2 separate regions of the Mus musculus genome follow, and region 1 is linked to region 2. The links are chromatin contacts, called in public Hi-C maps. All regions are on one chromosome and are shown on one strand. The core of a region is the stretch at or near the end of the contact, and the rest is flanking DNA. Distances in the headings are between cores, read along the strand shown. Region 1 has its middle 60 kb from the start of Gm40554. Region 2 holds the start of Ttc8 (tetratricopeptide repeat domain 8).

What was found. Hi-C and Micro-C count contacts between places; a contact is called where the count stands out from the background.
Region 1: a Hi-C map of neural progenitor cells shows a contact between it and region 2, with 2.5 times the contacts expected there. The contact joins the enhancer-like site here to the promoter of Ttc8 in region 2. A contact is called at or near these places in 5 of 39 promoter capture datasets (the 3T3-L1 cell line, 3T3-L1-derived adipocytes, the HPC-7 cell line and 1 more), 5 of 484 Hi-C or Micro-C datasets (the C2C12 cell line, cerebellar granule neurons, cerebral cortex and 2 more) and 1 of 115 datasets of contacts at active chromatin or transcription factors (embryonic hindbrain).

What each region holds. Positions count from the first base shown.
Region 1 is chr12:99,082,793-99,085,816 of GRCm38.p6, forward strand. No RefSeq gene overlaps it. Among named protein-coding and RNA genes, the nearest start is that of Gm40554, 60 kb to the left of the region's middle. Within about 2 kb of position 1,574, at least 41 of the 459 cell types and tissues checked have an H3K27ac peak or open chromatin away from gene starts, as enhancers often do. A contact at or near this core is called in 3T3-L1-derived adipocytes, cerebral cortex, neural progenitor cells and 1 more, where this site is marked.
Region 2 is chr12:98,919,022-98,922,390 of GRCm38.p6, forward strand. It overlaps Ttc8 (tetratricopeptide repeat domain 8), which reads left to right and starts at 1,553. Exons shown (of 14, transcript NM_029553.4): 1 at 1,553-1,762. The coding sequence starts at 1,649.

The sequences.
Region 1 (3,024 bases), core at 324-2,823, 160 kb after region 2:
CAGAGAACATCTTCCTCCCACACAGAATGATGAAGGACAAGCACAAGAAGAAGATCTTAGCATCTTTCTGTCTCATAAAGAAAGGAAGGGAGGGAGGGAGGGAGGGAGGGAGGGAGGGAGGGAGGGAGGGAGGGGGAGAGAGAGAGAGAGAGAGAGAGAGAGAGAGAGAGAGAGAGAGAGAGAGAGAGAGAGACCTGTTTCTACCATCCCAGGACTTTAATTGCAAAACTCTGTTGTTGGGGGCACACTTTGTTTTCTCCAGGCTCCGGGCCCCAGGCTCTGGCCCCCAGGCTCCCGTGCGCACACAGATGCTTTTCGTGTCCCCTCTTCATCAGCAGCGTGGTGGCTGAAGGAGCACCTGGACTTGAGAAGGCTGGGTGCTCTCTGAATGACTTTAGTTGAAATGCTTCACTGTGCTTCAGTTTCCTTCCGTGAACAATGATGCTAATCACAAGGCTTGCAACATTTTGTAAACAGCGAATGTGCTGGTTCCTGGAGCTCCTTTACACTTGACAAGTGCTTTAAAATTGTTACTTGCACCAGGTCCAGATTTATTTGTGAACACCCCCAGGATATACCTACCAGGGACAGATCCTTATGACTGGGCTGTCTCTTCTTTCGTTGTTACAGACAGATACCAATAATACTGCTCTGGGTGTGCTCCTATTCTGCAAACAGACCAGGAAGAGGCTGGAAACCGATTGAGTAAGGAGAAGTAGAAAAATCAAGGTTCTCTGATTGGATATGAATTCTCTTTCCAAATCCCCATCTTTCCTGGGCCTTTCTCAGGCTAAAGCTCCTCACTCTGTGAAGATGTCTCCGAATGGAGAAGCAAGGAGTACTCAAAGCTTCATCTTCTCCTAATGGAGAATGGCTTGGGTTTTTACCTTTGTTAACTGGGCGACCTTGAGCAGTCCTCCATCCCCCACTGCCGCTATAAGTTAAAGGTCCCTATAGCTCTTTTATCGCTGGAGTTTAACATATGTCTACCTGCGGGGAGGGGGGCGTTTCCATAGCAACAGAAGTGCGGGATGTTAAGTCTCCCTTTCTAGTATCCAGAACCCAGCCTACATAGGGACCTCCTAAACCTGGGGAATATTTATGCTGAGGCAGAGCCCCCTGGGGCGATTCCTGGAATCACCAAGCTTGGATCAGGGTGCTACACATTGGCTAGCGAAAGATCCCGAAGGTAGAAAGAGTGGTTCTTGCTGCAGACGCGGTCCATGTCTGTCTGTCTGGGCATGTCTCAGGGGCTGGGAGTTATATCTCATCTCCTGACTCCGGGAAAACGCATGATCTGGCATGATGAGAGACTCTCTGGGGACTTTTGCTTTTTGTTTTCCTCGTTTTTTGAGACCAGAGAGCTCAAACCATTGGGGTACATGTTGACGGCTAGACTGCAGCCTCTGATGATAACTGTCCCTTTGCATAAGTCCTCTGCACCTCGGGGTAGAAACAGCTCCACCAGGGGGCAGTGCAAAGAAAAATTCGATATGGGGACCAGAGGAGATGTCCTAAGCCAAGCATCCTAACTAGGCTCCTGGCTGAGCAGCGCGACAACCCCAGCGGGTGGAGTCGCAGCGCTTTGATGTCGCGCGGCCACACGGTGGCGCTGCCGCACCGCCCTCCAGCAGACGACACAGGGCTAGGCATGCCCCAGGCAGGGACAGGCCAGGGGTACAGAGCAGGCACCTCAACTCTCCCCTTGATGGCCAGTCTTGGGACGCAGTGTCCACCTTTATGCCTTGCGACACATTCGTGACCCTGCCCTTGAGCCTCATGGAGGTCGGGAAGCTGAGGCTGAAAGGATTAGGAATCCTGGGGCTTAGCTTCAATGGCTAAACCTCTGACAAGGCCTTTTTCCTAAAAGGAAAAGAAGAGAGCTGTAAGAGAAAAGAGCCGTTAGGATTTATTCCCAGGGGTTCCTAGAAACTGCCACAGCCTGCGAGGTCAAAGTTAAACCATTTTGTACGGAGCATGAGAGAGAGAGAGTCGATGCTTGCTCCAGCAGCAGTGAGCAGAGCTGACGGCCAATGCCGGCTATCTGCAGCCAGGTCTGTGGACATCCCACCACAGAACCTTACTCCCAGTTGTCAGTCACCTAAGAAGAAGGAAAAGAAACCCCCAAATTCCTTCTTTCCATCCTTAGAAGTAGGAAAGTAGAAACACCTTTAACTTGGTTCTGATCTTGAAGACCAACAAGGGAAGTCAATGACTTTGGGGGTGACTGCAGCAAGACAGAAGAAGGAACACAGAGCCCTGAATCAGTGCCCCGGGCAGGTTCTCTTACCTAAAGATGGTGGTCTCAGCGAAATGAATGGTCGTTAAGTCACTGTGCTTGGAGGCACAGGGCTGTGATGGTATGCCATTACTGTAAATGAATTCAAGAGACGGATTGCTTTATCTTAAAAGCTCACAGTTTTCAAGGTTTCAAGTCTATAGCTGGTTGGTTCTGTGGTAAGACAAAATCATGGTGGGAGTACACAAAGTAGGAGGCCTGTTAACCTCATCGTGTCTGGGAAACAGGGCAGAAAGTATATTCCCAATGCCTTCTTCAAGGGCATGCCCCTAATAGCTTCACCAGGTCCCTACCTCTCAGTAGTGCAATGGGTGGGAACCAAGCCTTTAACACATGGGCCTTTGGCTGACACCAACAGTCCAACAGAGAGCAAGGGAGGTGATCAGCTATTTGGTCTGGTACCGCACCATAACTGATTGCAGAATTAACTAACTACAGCATCTGATCGGGTAATAAGATCCTTGGTTACGTAGGTATGATAGGCAGTGTCGACTGTCAACTTGATAGGCTGTAGAATCGCCCAGGAGACAGGCCCCCAAGAACACCTGCAAGGGATTATCTTTGATTAGGTTAACCAAGGGGAAGGCTTGCCCTAATAGTGGGCAGTACCACTCCTTGGCTTAGGCCCTGGTTGCATATAAAGGAGAAAGCTAGCTGAGCAGGATCGCCCACACTCCTCTGCTTCCTGCCTGCTGAGGCACTGTGACCAGCTTGCTCAAGCCCAG
Region 2 (3,369 bases), core at 303-2,802:
ATGACCAACATGTATGCCTTCCTGAAACCATGACCTTCACACAGACTACCTCACTGGGACCTTCTCACAAATTCCATCTCTAGAGTCCCTTCTAGGGAAACACAGATGGACCAGTATTAATCATCACTATAAAACTTATAATCTTCATAATTAGTCACTTCCAAGATGCAAAAATTCTAGAAGGATTGCTTAGAAAATGAGACTAGAAATATTCACAATCCATTCCTTTGTTCTGAAATGTAGACGTCGGGTTGAAATCTGCAAAAGCTACCTGGGTTAAATATAATGTTTGCATTGTGATTCTCTAGTGGTTTCAGGAAACTGCAAAAGGTCTGTGTTTATTGATTGTTATCTGTGAGAGAAAGTGTAGACACCGTCAGAAAACTCTTCACTATTCAGATATTTTCTTCTGTCTTCCGTCATGGTAGGAAGGAGGCAGGAGGATGGTCTAAGAAGCCACCCCCAGACTCACCCCAGCCTCATTTCTGCATTATGGGCTCTTGCTGTTAGATATTTGTCATCTTTGTAAATGTGTAGAGGAAAGTCGGGCAGTGGTTCAATCAGTCAGAACCACTCTGGGCTGGGGATTTAGCTCAGTGATTTCAACAATAGAATCTTTATCTAGCGCGTGCCAAAACCCTGGACTCGGTCTTCTGCAGGGAAAGAATAAAAGCAAACAAAACCAAAACTCACTGCACACATGAAAACATTTGACAGACGACACGTGCCCATAAACGGGGTTTCAAAAGTTTATTTGTTGTATCTGGTGTCAAATACCTGTATGCACTGGCACTAGGGAGGCTGCACTGCAGATTAGCCTAGGCTGCATGGCAAGATCTTGAAACCAAAGAAAACAACCCAAACCAAAGGAAAACCAAAACAATACAGCAACAACAAATCTCCCTTTCCATACATTATCTACTTTGGAAGAAATGCCCTCAATCTGTAAATTATAGTCTCGCCTCCTTAACTCCAAACAAGTGAAGCAAATAATTTCTCTTTTTGGAGCCTATCTCATCTTCTCATCTGTAAAATGAGTGTATTGGACTAAGCAAGCTCTCAAATCCCTTGCAATTTGAACACTGCCGTGAGACGGAAAAATACTGTAGAGGTTTTGGATTTAGGGCACAGGAGAAACTGTTTCCGCATTTATGTTTCTAGAGTCAGAAATATGACAGCAGTAGGAATGCGCGAAGTGGGGCGTAGTGAGACAGGAGACACAACCCGGGTCAATTTAGGTGGGCTTTTTTTTTTTTTTTTTTTGGCACTTACAGGGTAAGCAACCGGATGGTTGCTAGGCAACTGCATCTCTCGTTAGCACGGAGGACCCTGTCCGAGGTGTCTAAGTCACTACCTGTTTCTTTTAAAGGCTTGGTGGCTTTTCAAAGTTAATGCAATCTATTGTCATTAAAAGAACACTTTTTTGCCAGCAATTCTTTGCAAACTCTCTGGCTGAGGTCGGCTCTCAGAGGCTTTCCCGTCCCCTGTTTTCAGGCGCGCTGCGGACACCTCCTTAGCCAGGCCCCGCCGTTGCGCGTTGCTCAGCAAAGCCAGACGCCTCCCGCTCGCTGCTCCCGAACCCCGCCCTCCCCGGGCCGGGCTCTGGGTACAGGGCCTCTGGGTTCCTTGAGGGTTGTCCCGGACCACCATGGGCTCAGAGATGGAGCCACTGCTCCGGGCCTGGAGCTATTTTAGACGCAGGAAGTTCCAGCTCTGCGCCGATCTATGCACGCAGATGCTGGAGAAATCCCCTTATGATCAGGTACCTGGCCGGCCCCAGGCAGTCTGTGGATCCTCTTTGCTGAGGCCATGGGCTCAGGGCGGGATCCCTCTGTCCCCTGAGGGAGGCCCGGGAGGAGGGCCCAAGAAGAAGTTGCCTGTGTAATCCGCAAAGGCACCTGGAGCGAGACTCTTTGGAATCCTGGACAGTAGGTCCCTGCCTTTTGCATCCCCTGGGAATCCTGAGTCCTGTGCTTTGACAGCTCCTGCTATAAACTTCAGCACACCTTTTTCAGAATTAGTTATATTTAAAGGGACTCTGTTAAGTTTGTGAGGGGCTTTGATAGTTCATTGGTCATTCACTGGTCACACTCCTAACTTGGTTGATTTCTAAAAAGGAAAATATATATGTGAACAAAGACTTGAGATGCAGCCGCCTTTAAACACAGCTGTCTTTTGGTCCAGATAGTGAAGCACGCGATCTACCGCATTTTTAGACCTCTGTCCAAGTGTGAAGGAACTTTTGTTTCTGAGTCATGAATTCAACTGGAGGCAAGATAGAAGAATGAGAATGTAGATGAGGGAAGGATATATTTATTTTTAAAGAAACTACCTGGGCAAGAGAAACTTTTCTTGTAGGAGGGAAATATAAGACAGAAGAAGACCTGATAGCCTTGGTTAGAAGGACATATAACAGTTCAACATGAAGGTATACTCCTGTACAGCAAGGGGATCAGTAGTTCAAAGCCATGCTCAGCTAGGTAGAGAGTTCAAGGCCAGCCTGGTGAGCTAAAGGAGAACCTGTCTTTAAAGGGGATCGGGCAAAAGGGAACTTAATAAATACAGCATTATTGTGTATAATGAATGCAAAGGTCAATAATGAATGGGGGAGGTATCACGAACATTATCATTGAATAAATAGCCCCTGGAAGAGGCGAGAAGAAAAACAGGAGCCTAAGAGTAGAGTTGTGCCAGTTTGGCAGTGCTTTTAGGTACATGCACAGTGTATTGTACCTATTCAGACCCTGGTTTTCTTGCTTTCCCTCTAGTGGTGTTGCCTTGGAGTTGTTAGGAAAGAAAGGGAAAGCTAGAAAAGCCTGAGTGTGAAGGTTGTTCCTGGACTCTGCTGCTCTCTGAGCGAATGGATGAAGGATGCTCAAATAAATGGTCATAGGCGTCCGGCAGAACAAACTGTATTGGTGGTGATTCTAGAAGTGTTGTTATTATTCATGCTCAGTAAAGGACTGTGAGTGTGTAGATGGAGATTTTTTTCCCCCCAAGAGCGTTGCTTGGTACATTGGTCCTACAAAGGCTGCTAAAGACATTTCCAGCACAATCCAGCATGCTTTGGAACAAGGCAGTATAAAATCTCTTTACCATTGTTACAAGGGAAGTTTGTTAAGACCTTTGGATGTACCAGACATTGTTCTAGGCTCAGTGGTTCTCAAGAACATTATGTGTTGTTTTCATTGAGTTGGGATGGTTTCCCCAGCACAGGATTCCCAAGAGTTGCTTACTGGACGCTTCCTCATTAAATGCCAGCAGGGAATGTATACTCCTCTCTCTCTCTCTCTCTCTCTCTCTCTCTCTCTCTCTCTCTCTCTCTCTCTCTTTATTCACACATTTATTTGACCACAAATGCATTGAGAA